Linked DNA regions of Mus musculus: region 1 is linked to region 2. Evidence: chromatin contacts called from public promoter capture Hi-C data. All regions are on one chromosome and are shown on one strand. The core of a region is the stretch at or near the end of the contact, and the rest is flanking DNA. Distances in the headings are between cores, read along the strand shown. Region 1 holds the start of Sorl1 (sortilin-related receptor, LDLR class A repeats-containing). Region 2 holds the start of Hspa8 (heat shock protein 8).

Evidence for each region. Capture Hi-C pulls out chosen DNA fragments and counts their contacts.
Region 1: a promoter capture Hi-C map of liver shows a contact between it and region 2, with 5 times the contacts expected there. The contact joins the promoter of Sorl1 here to the promoter of Hspa8 in region 2. A contact is called at or near these places in 1 of 39 promoter capture datasets (liver) and 1 of 9 other capture datasets (liver).

Annotation. Positions count from the first base shown.
Region 1 is chr9:42,120,617-42,126,107 of GRCm38.p6, forward strand. It overlaps Sorl1 (sortilin-related receptor, LDLR class A repeats-containing), which reads right to left and starts at 3,681. Exons shown (of 48, transcript NM_011436.4): 1 at 3,213-3,681. The coding sequence starts at 3,497.
Region 2 is chr9:40,798,750-40,804,861 of GRCm38.p6, forward strand. Hspa8 (heat shock protein 8) reads left to right here and starts at 2,527. Exons shown (of 9, transcript NM_031165.5): 1 at 2,527-2,599; 2 at 3,169-3,378; 3 at 3,669-3,874; 4 at 3,990-4,142; 5 at 4,225-4,780; 6 at 4,991-5,193; 7 at 5,416-5,614; 8 at 5,714-5,946. The coding sequence starts at 3,174. It overlaps Snord14c (small nucleolar RNA, C/D box 14C), which reads left to right and starts at 4,834; the gene lies at 4,834-4,920. It overlaps Snord14d (small nucleolar RNA, C/D box 14D), which reads left to right and starts at 5,246; the gene lies at 5,246-5,332. Snord14e (small nucleolar RNA, C/D box 14E) reads left to right here and starts at 5,999; the gene lies at 5,999-6,089.

The DNA of each region.
Region 1 (5,491 bases), core at 2,431-4,930, 1.3 Mb after region 2:
AATGTACTAGAGATTATTGTCAATAATAATTACATATATTATATATTTAAAAGCTATTGCTTCCTCCTCCTTTAATTTGACCTCTTTTAAAGGATAGGCCTTCCTTGTAAAATTTGAACTTATGTAGAAAAGCCTTAGAATCTGGTCTGTTGGTCTCTACTATTGCAAATGTGTTTCTGGGTGATCATGTCAGAACCACTCTCCTCGTATTAGGAAATCTTTCTAAGAAAAAGATCCTGAGAAGGAATATAGTCAAAATAACAAAATCTTTACTCCATAAAGTGAGGAAGGTAAAAGAAGGGTCACTCCAGTGTGACATGCTGTTAACAGGCTCCTTTCTCTGCCAAAATTTCCCTGGCAAAGCCTTCCTTCTGTCCCCCCTGAGGCTAGTGACCTTCTCACCACCTCCCTGGCTTCTGCTTCCAGCTCTGACAAGTGTCCCCTTACTCCCTTACCCTCACCAAGGCCCAAGGACAAGAAACTGCAGAGCACCTAAGTCTCCCTGTCCCCAGCCATCACTCCAGGTCCAGAGCCTCCCTCAGCCACATAAGCCCACGGTAGGGTAAGGGCCGGTTGAGTGTGACAGGTCTGCTGGTTATCACCTGTTTGTTTACAATGACCTCGAGTTCAATTGTTTTCTTTGTTTGCTGCTTGTTTGTGTGTGTGTGTTTTGAGAAACATATCCCCTTCAGACAACTGTCCACTGTAATTATGTGGGTTTAAGAATTGAAGGGAATTTATATAACTTGGTGCAGGGTAAGAGTTCAAACAAGCATACAGATTAATAACACAGCCGCATTTGGGGGGGTAGGGGGTGGAGGCACTATTCATACCTGGGTATGTCCCAGGAAAAACCGAGGTACACATATGGCCACCTCAGCTACAGAGGTGATTCCAAATAGACATACATCACCCCAGAGACCCAGAGAAGAGCCCCTAAGCCATTCAGTCACTGCTTCCTGAGCCTGTAGTCCGAAGGGCCTGCACCAGGTTAGAGCTTGTGGCAGAAATCCCATACCATAAAGTTAGGTCTTCCTTCTGTCTGAGTCCACTCCTCCACAAGGAAGGGTAATGCTATTTTTTTCCTTAACCTGTAGCAATAGGGAATGGGGGCCTAGGAAGGCAGCCCTAGTGAGGACGGGTACAGGAGGGATCCTCACTGTTGTGTGGGAATGCCTCATTCTGAGTCCAACTGTTGGCTGGATCTGCATCCTTCAATGGAACCAGTCTGGCTGGCCTGAAGACATGAAAGCAAAGCGCAGGGGGCGGGGGGTGGGGGGGAAGTGTTTGGAGAGGCTCCCAAAGAGGACAGAGTTCGTCTCTAGCTTGCTATAAATCCCTGGGAGATTTTCACAGGGCAAACCCTAAGGAAGGAGGAAATAAAGAGCACCTGCATGGATGCCACGGAGACTAGAAGGTGCCTCTGTCCACCAAAGCTAGGCTGGAGGGGACCTGAACACTCACTCCTCCCACACCCAGCCCACCCTCTCAGGAGCACAGCAGAGCTCAGCAAGCTGGAGAGACCCACCCTCGGCAATTCCAAGCTGCCATGCCTGCCAAGAGCAATCTTGCTGACTTCCAAATTACAAAAAGGAAGTTTCAGATGGGGATGAAAAGGGGGGCACAAGGATCTGGGCCCAAAACAGGGCAGGTGGGCTTCAGGAGTCTAAGCGCTGCACACACCACGTACACACAGACGCACACGCACATACATACACCATCAAGCAGTTACAGGTCATCTGGTATACATTCCTGCCCAGGGGCAAGTGGTCTGGTGGTGGGCAGATGTCAGCTACTCCCACCCACACACAACCGCCCCTCTGTCTTCATAACGATATATACATTTTATTTTAGAAAGGAGATGTTTAGGAAGCACTGAGCAGAGACAAGGTGACCCCCCACCTCCCAGCACCCAAAGGTCAGTGAGACCATGCAGGCAAGAGAACTACAGTGCTCACAGCCCTTTCCTGCGTGACCTTGGACCAGTCATCGCACCTGTCACAGTTTGGGTTTCTTCACTCAAAACGTGACACAATAGGGTGACACAATAGGGTGGCATGTTTTATGAGACGCTTTCTGGCTCCAGGAGTTGATTGCTTAACTCTATGTATGGCCTGAAGGAAGACTTTGCTATAGCCAAAATCAGTGAAGAAAGGCAGAACCCCCAGCTAATCACTTAATTTGTACTTTAGAAAGCAACAGTCGCTCTGGGACATGGTTGTGTTGGTCAGCTCCATCAGGCCCACCATTTCTCTCCCACCGACCTTCTAGTTTTGCTGATGTCAATCTTAACTGAAGGACTGGGAGTCTCTGAGTAGACAATAATACGGGCAAATTGATTCCACCAGCGCTGATACGAAGGGGGACAAATTCAACTTGGCAACCCAGCAGTCAGTGGGGGCCATGAGTGAAATGTGTGTTACTTATGACCTAATAAACCCATTGCCTGGATAGAAATAAATCCTTTAATGAATATTAAGCCCAGCAAATTTCTTGCAGTAGTCTCAAATCCCAAGTGTCATAAGAGATAGTTTCTATCTAAAATAAAGCCATCACCTTGAAGGGCTGGGATGGAAAGGGGACGGATTGATGTGCTGTACTCCCAACGAAGAGAATCCAGCCTTACACGCAGATATTCACGAGCTCACACGCACACATATGTCTACTGGGTACACAAGGGGCATTCGTAGCGCTTTGAGAGTTGCCCACCTTTACTGGGGTTCATGAGAATAAACATGGCATGCCCTCCTCTGCAATTCTGCTTAAGTGCTTTACAACTGCAGGATTCTCGCTCCCGCTGCCAAAGGATGGTACGGGAGTTGGGGTGGAAGGGAGGGGGGTTATGCCCGTTTTTATCCAGATGTAAAATTTATGCTGTACCCCTCAAAATCCTGCCAGAAACTACCCTAGTCTGTCTGCATACAGGCTAGGGAAGAGAGGCTCTGCACCCTTCCAGTTACCTGGAACACATCTGCTAAAATCGACAGAAAGGAGGAAAAAGAAAAAAGATCTATGCGACCAGAGTGCTGACGGCTGTACTCATGTGATGTACAGGGGGAAAGGAGAAGAAAAAGAAATGAAACAAACATGCCAGCCGGGAAGTCCCCAAGCGGAGCCAGCACCTGGGAAGCGACTGCAAAGGATGGGTGCGGGGGTGAGGAAGTGGTGGGAGAGAAAGGGGCTGGAAGGAGGTGGCTTGCAGAAGTGCTCACCTGTCCATACACCTGGATAGGCTGGGGCTGCAGAGCAGCGCTCCGCCGGGTCCTGAGTGGCTTCCTGGCCGCCGGGCTCGCCCCCGGGGCATCCCCGTGCGTTCCTAGCCGGAGATCGCGCGGGTCGCCCTGCACCACGAAGAAGCCCCGGTCCTGGGGCAAGGGCGCCGGGCCACCGTGCAATCTCTGCGTCCAGCCCCCGCCGAGAGCCCCGCGGGGTAGCAGCGCGACCAGGGCGAATAGGAAAGGGAGTCTCGACTCCCTCCTGCTGCTCCGTGTCGCCATGTTCGGGCGAACGCTCCCGCAGGTGGCGCCGCCGCCAGGAGAGAATGTGCAGCGCGCGCCGGGACAGCGCGGGGCCAGGGCCGGGGCCGCGCGCGCCGCTCCCGGGGCTCCAAGCCGCCCGGGCCGCTCCGCTGCGCCCGCCACCGCAGCCACGGCCACCGCCGCCGCCGGGTCCCGCTCGCTCGGCGCCGTGCCGTCACGTGTGAGCTCGCAGCGCGTCCCCCTTCGCGCACTTTCTCCGCTCGCTGCGACTGCGGCCCCGCCCCCTGGGATGGGGAAGTCAAGGCAGGGAGCGCCCGCCTGAGGGCACCGTGGTCCCCTTCGCGCACACCTCGCCCTCCCTACCGCAGTGAAGAGTTGCGTGGGCGCCGTGCTCTATTTCCCCGGGTTGAGTTAGCTACTCCATGGGCTCCTGGGGTACCCTGGTCGCCCCAAACTGCCATCAGTCTCTGCACCTTGTGCAGCCACTCAACCACCTTCCTGGGCCTTGGCCTCATGTTCACCTCCAATGGAAAGCAAACCACAGAACTGGCCCTTAGCACACCAACAAAGTAAGTCAAGATGAACCTGCTGGTTTGTGAAACTTACGTGGTTTCAACTACCAGAAATGCGCTTGAAATGGCTACAGCTCAAACTACCTTTGATCAAGCTGAACTAACTGCCCCTGCGTCCAGCAGAGTATAGCAGACAAACACCCTGCCCAGAAGCAGTAAAACCTAGGCTATACTTGCTCCACCTGGACAACTACACTAGGCATGGCCCAGGGCCCTACCAGCCTCCTGCTTTGGTCCCTTAAGATGTTCCAGCATTGAGCCACTCTCAGAGCTAAGATGTGTGTTTCAACCAAACACCATTAGTTGTAAAGGCTGTAAAGACTGCTCATGTACTGGAGGAATCAGATGCCCAAAGACGGGGTGCACTTTCAATGCACCTTAAAATCAGCTCCAAGAGCCAGATTGTAACCGCTTTTATACATTTTTCCCCCAGCTGGTGGGAGCAGTTAAGTATTAACCTGTATTTCATCCTAGGTCTCTCCAGACTCCAGTCCTGGTTATTGGGATGACTCAAAGCCGTCCATTGGTTTAGAGAAGGGAAGGTGATCTCTCTCGATCTCTCTCTCTCTCTCTCTCTCTCTCTCTCTCTCTCTCTCTCTCTCTCTCTCTCTCACACACACACACACACACACACACACACACACACACACACACACACACACACACACACACACACACACACACCTTTCTGCCACTTCAGCAAGCCCGGAGCTTGGTTCTGTCTCTTGTTTACTTGCCATTCAACTTCAGTCTAGTTAGCCTAATCTAGTTCCTTCGTTCCTCCCTCCCTCCAATCTATACCGCTTTGGGCAACCCGCCAGAACCTGTCATGATCTGAACTGGGTTTGTCCCTGGGTTGAAGTGTATTGCCATTGTGGTGGGTGCCTTTAAGGGTTGATTATGCTATTGAGAGGAACCGGGCCTTTCTCAGTGGAGTAAGTTTGTTCTCCCAAGAACAGTGGGTAGAGCAGTTGAACTTTAGCTCCGCCTAAAGCAGTTCTCATAAAGCAAGGAGCCCTCCTTGTTTTATCTCTAAAACAGCTAGACCTCCTATGAGCTGAAGCAGCATCCGGCTCTTGCTGGAAGCTGAGAAGGTGCCAACGCCATGCTCACAGACTTCCCTCCCAGCCTCTGTAACTATGAGCTCAAAATATGACTATCACCTGTGAAAGAATGCCAGCATCCCTTCATCTCCCTCAACCCGCCCCAGCTGAGGTTCTGCAGCCTCCCACCCTCCCACAACCCTTTCCCTCCCCAACTCAGATGATTGTTGAGCCACCTAACTCACAGCCACTGAACCATCAGCACCTCTGCCATCTTTGACTCCCAGGAGAAGACTAAAGGAACAGCCTACAGTCAGAACACCCTGCATGAGATTTGATCATCGGTTGTTTGTCAGGCTATCTTTAATGAGAACCATCTTCGATGAGTTAGGCTCTC
Region 2 (6,112 bases), core at 1,277-3,776:
CCTTTTCTGTCTCTTGATAAGTGAGATTATAGGTTGGCTCCTGAGATGCCTCGGCTGGAATGGTCATCTGATAAAGTGAAGCCTGGGGCCACTAAGACTCACTAGAAGCCGGGCATGGTGACCCACGCCTTTAATTCCAGCACTTGGGAGGCAGAGGCAGGCCAATTCCTAAATTCCAGACCAGCCTGGTCTACAAAGTGAGTTCCAGGACAGCCAGGGCTACACAGAGAAACCCTGTCTCAAAAAACAAAAACAAAACCAAACAAACAAAAAGACTTCACTAGAGTTAGTCAAGTCTTTTCCCTGTAGATGGGGTTTCTGGTGAGATTCCTGGAAGCTTGCAGGCTCATGGCTGGGAAGGTAGAAGGGTACTAAGGAGTTGTTAATTTGCTGGAATTCTTATTTTTCCACTGGCAAGAGGCTTCAACTGGATTGCCAGGCAAGGGGCCTGCTCTCTCCTTCTCCTACCCTCAGCATTTCCTGTCTCCCCATGCTGCCTCAGTTTGACTTCTTTTGAGACGGGGTTTCACTGAGTTGCTCAGGCAAGCCTTTGTTTGGGCAGGGCAGGGCAGGCAGGCCTTGTTTTAGACTCTGGAGTCGCAAGGGTCACAGGCCTGAACCACCCACCTCCCATCCCAGAATGTAAGCTTGTGAAACAGACTCCGGCTCTAAATTTTTAAAAATTTACTTACAGACTGACAGTCTCATATATCCTAACTTCTGTCTAGCAAAACTTTTGATCCTTCTCCTCAGTGCTAACTAAAAGCTCGAACCACCACACCTTAGCTTAAAGAAAAAAGAAAAAAGTGGAGAGGGTGATTCCAAGAAAAAACAGTTGTGTCTATTCCTATAAGTAATGTCTCTGTGTCTCACTTTCCCTCAGGTTTCTAATATGGGGTACTACATACCTTAGAAAAGTGTTTTGATATTTATAGAGAGCACTTTACATGTTATGTACACTTTAGGTTAGCAAAAAGCATTGTATTAAAACGATCTTCTTGAACTGCAACAGAGTTACATCCTTGTACATCCTCCCATGAACTCCAAGCCAACATTCCTCCCGAGATGCAAATACCAAAGAAAAAATTTATTTATGACTGTCTTAGTGATTACTAGCTTTTGACAAGGACAAAGAGTCCCCGGTCTTCCGCTAGCCTTCCTCACGTGGTCTGGAGACCTTCCAATTTAAACGCCACAACAGTATTCTTTAAAAAATAAAAAGACAACCTATCTAACTAATAAAGAGCTGCACTCCCTGCCTATTTGAAAGGACGCGTGGAAAGTGCTAGAGAGCCGGGTGTGACGAGGCCCGGAACGCCCAGCCTCCAGGCACTGCGGTTTCAGAGTCTAAGCACTCGCTCCGGCCATTGGCTCAGTCACGTTTTCAAGGACTCAGCGCGGCCGGGCGTTTAATTTTTGGTAAAAGTCAAGTCAGGAGAGACATTACCTCATGTTACTGAAAATAAAAAGGTCGCGATCACTCTATCAAGGACACGGGGCTGCCGGAAACCAGGAATGCCAGTGCCTAGCTCACCCACAAAGGGACAAAAAACATTTATCTTTCGTACATTTATTCCATTAACTGATGAGTCTGGTGGAGCAGAGAGGGGACAGAGGTCACGCTGTCCCCTGTGGGACAGCGGAGGTGGGGAGGGGCGTTCGGCTCAGGGGTAAGCAGAGAGGACTGGGCCATTTCTTTGATAGAGGATCACAAACGATCCTGGGGACATGTGGCGAGCCAGGCAGATCGAGCCTCCGCACTGGGGGGGGGGGGAATCGAGGTGTCCCATTTTGTGGGGGGTGAGGGGTGGGGAAAGCCAGCGAGATAGCGCGGCGGCTTAGCCTCCCACAAGCTGGCAGCACGAAACAAGAAGCCTAGCAGTGCTCCTTAGTCTCAGGCTGGGGTGGACCAAGCCCGAGGCCGGGAAACCGCCGGGCTCAGGGAGAAGGACCGAGGGTCGTGTGGGGGAGGGGCGCAACAACCTTCGCAGCCATTTTGTCCTCGCCCCACTTCCGTCTTCTCTTCCCGGACTCCCCCTCCCTCAGGCTCTTCTCTCAGGCAGCCCGGGGTCCCAAGAGGTAGGGATCCGGCCGAACGCTGCTCTCATTGGTCCGTCGCGGAGGTACCCGCCTTCCTCCCAGGGCATCCTTCCGCCCCCTCCCGCCTGCGCTGCCGGGTCGCGCACGCGCACTCGCCGGCGACCCTCTCCCCTCCCCCAGCAGCTCTGAGTGACAGAGGACTCCCGCGCGCGGGCTCCCGGCGCCCCGCCTTCTCCGCTCCCCCCGGGCCGTTCCCAGAGCGGGGGCGAGCGTGAAAGTTCCAGAACGCCGCGGTCGTGCGTCATCGCGAGGCGGGGCGGGGAGAAGGCGGGACCTAGGCGAGCGTTCTGGCTCTTCATTAGTGCAGTCGGCAAGGGCTGGTCGTCCATTGGCTAAGAAGCTATGATCGGCAGCGGGATGGGGCGGCACCCTTCTGGAAGGTTCTAAGACAGGGTATAAGAGAGAGGGAAGCGGGCGGAAACCGGTCTCATTGAACGCGGAGGCAGCTGCCTGGCATTTGTGTGGTCTCGTCGTCAGCGCAGCTGGGCCTACACACAAGGTGAGGCATGGGACTCGGGGGTTTGCGGGGGTCCGGGGTGGTGCAGGAGTCCCGGGGAGTCTCTTAGGCGGCGGCTGCAGCTCAGGCCGTCACCACCAGGGACAGAGACTGCAGCAGATCCGGAGGATGGGCTGAGTCAGGGCGGCGCCGCCATGGCCTTGTGGCTCCGCGTGGCGGGGGAGGGGAGCCACAGGCGCCCTGGTCTTTTTATCCTGTCTGTGACTTCAAATATAAGGCTTCTGCCCGGCGCCCACAGGGCAGGGCCCCCCGAGGTGGGAAAGGGGGATCCTGGCTCCCGCGGTGCGCGGTCCGGGTGGGGGGGGTTCGGGGGGCGCTCGGAGGTGGCCACGTGCTCCACCATTGTCGCAGACCTTTAGGACAGATGGTTCCTTGAGCCTTGGGCGGGCTGTGCCAGGCTTGGCACAGACCACCTATACTGCAGCACTGCTGCCACGAGCCTGCCGCGTGGCTTCAGGTGATAGGTCTGGGTCACCAAGTCCAGACCCACTGCGGACTGGATAAAAGCCGGAAAGCGAGTGCTTAGCCCCCCTCCTTTTTTTTTCTAATAGCAACCATGTCTAAGGGACCTGCAGTTGGCATTGATCTCGGCACCACCTACTCCTGTGTGGGTGTCTTCCAGCATGGAAAGGTGGAAATTATTGCCAATGACCAGGGTAACCGCACCACGCCAAGCTATGTTGCTTTCACGGACACAGAGAGATTAATTGGGGATGCGGCCAAGAATCAGGTTGCAATGAACCCCACCAACACAGTTTTTGGTAAGTCGCCAGCATCTTTGTGCCACTAGCATGAGTAAAAGGGCTGGGGGGCAGGGCATTTGGAATGTAGAAACAGATCTGCCTTAATAACTGCAGCCTGAGATTGCAACTGTTTAAATATGACAATATAAGGCCACAAGATTTTAAATATGGGCCTTGGCTTCCTGCACTAGAGATTACGTCCATCTAGATGGGTGCTGCAGGTTTTTGTTTTCTGTTTTTTTGGTTTTTTTTTTTTTTGCAGTGATAGGCACTAAGGAGTGTGATGAGGTATGTTTAATATTTTACAGATGCCAAACGTCTGATCGGGCGTAGGTTTGATGATGCTGTTGTTCAGTCTGATATGAAGCACTGGCCCTTCATGGTGGTGAATGATGCAGGCAGGCCCAAGGTCCAAGTGGAATACAAAGGGGAGACAAAAAGTTTCTACCCAGAGGAAGTGTCCTCCATGGTTCTGACAAAGATGAAGGAAATTGCAGAAGCGTACCTCGGAAAGGTGGGTTTTTTTTTTAACAGGTGCCATTTGAGATGGGTGTTACCTTTATGTTTAATTCACACATTCTGATCGGGAATTTGCCAACCAAACAATTGTGCAATTCATTGTTTTTTAGACCGTTACCAACGCTGTGGTCACAGTGCCCGCTTACTTCAATGACTCTCAGCGACAGGCAACAAAAGATGCTGGAACTATTGCTGGCCTCAATGTACTTCGAATCATCAATGAACCAACTGCTGCTGCTATTGCTTACGGCTTAGATAAGAAGGTAGGCATTTCAAATCAAGTACAACTTTGTTAGGGTTAACTTGCCAGAAACAGGCCTGAGCTAAGAATGTCTTATTTGACAGGTCGGAGCTGAAAGGAATGTGCTCATTTTTGACTTGGGAGGTGGCACTTTTGATGTGTCAATCCTCACTATTGAGGATGGAATTTTTGAGGTCAAATCAACAGCTGGAGACACCCACTTAGGTGGAGAAGATTTTGACAACCGAATGGTCAATCATTTCATTGCTGAGTTCAAGCGAAAGCACAAGAAAGACATCAGTGAGAACAAGAGAGCTGTCCGCCGTCTCCGCACGGCCTGCGAGCGGGCCAAGCGCACCCTCTCCTCCAGCACCCAGGCCAGTATTGAGATTGATTCTCTCTATGAGGGAATTGACTTCTATACCTCCATTACCCGGGCTCGATTTGAGGAGTTGAATGCTGACCTGTTCCGTGGCACACTGGACCCTGTAGAGAAGGCCCTTCGAGATGCCAAGCTGGACAAGTCACAGATCCATGATATTGTCTTGGTGGGTGGTTCTACCAGAATCCCCAAGATTCAGAAACTTCTGCAAGACTTCTTCAATGGAAAAGAGCTGAACAAGAGCATTAACCCCGATGAAGCTGTTGCCTATGGTGCAGGTAAATACATACAGCCTTTATAGTCTTTATAATCTCAACAAGTCCTGTAAGATTCGCTGTGATGATGGATTCCAAAACCATTCGTAGTTTCCACCAGAAGTACTGTGTTGGCTAGTTCCTTCCTTGGATGTCTGAGCGAATGAAACATACATATGTTGAGTAGACTGCAGTTACAGTGCGTTGTTTCTAACATTTTTTTTCTTTTTATAGCTGTCCAGGCAGCCATTCTATCTGGAGACAAGTCTGAGAACGTTCAGGATTTGCTGCTCTTGGATGTCACTCCTCTTTCCCTTGGTATTGAAACTGCTGGCGGAGTCATGACTGTCCTCATCAAGCGCAATACCACCATCCCCACCAAGCAGACACAGACTTTCACCACCTACTCTGACAACCAGCCTGGTGTACTCATTCAGGTATGTTGTCCCTAGAATTTTGTAGCTTGTATAGAAAGCCCAGGGAAGTTCCTCGCTGTGATGATGGATTCCAAAACCATTCGTAGTTTCCACCAGAAATGCTGTGTTGGCTAGTTCCTTCCTTGGATGTCTGAGCGAACTTATCTTCCCCAAATTTGAGCTTAAGCCACACGAGCAGTAGTTTCTAAAATTGGATGTCTTAATTTTTATTGTCTCTTCTAGGTGTATGAAGGTGAAAGGGCCATGACCAAGGACAACAACCTGCTTGGAAAGTTCGAGCTCACAGGCATCCCTCCAGCACCCCGTGGGGTCCCTCAGATTGAGGTTACTTTTGACATCGATGCCAATGGCATCCTCAATGTTTCTGCTGTAGATAAGAGCACAGGAAAGGAGAACAAGATCACCATCACCAATGACAAGGGTAAGTATGGACCTGCTGCTTTCTTTCTGAATAGAAAGAACAAGGTTTGCTCTTACCATTAAAGAGACATGCTCATGATTTTGTAACTTTCATCATCAGGCCGCTTGAGTAAGGAAGATATTGAGCGCATGGTCCAAGAAGCTGAGAAGTACAAGGCTGAGGATGAGAAGCAGAGAGATAAGGTTTCCTCCAAGAACTCACTGGAGTCCTATGCCTTCAACATGAAAGCAACTGTGGAAGATGAGAAACTTCAAGGCAAGATCAATGATGAGGACAAACAGAAGATTCTTGACAAGTGCAATGAAATCATCAGCTGGCTGGATAAGAACCAGGTATGTGTTTTGCCAATAAGTAGATGTTCATTCAGAAAAGGGCTGAGAGGGGTCACAATGATGATGAATGGTCCAAACATTCGCGGTTTCCACCAGAACGCAAGGCAGTGTTGGCAGTTACCTTCCTTGGATGTCTGAGTGACTCAATAGCTAAGGGTTCTTTAGG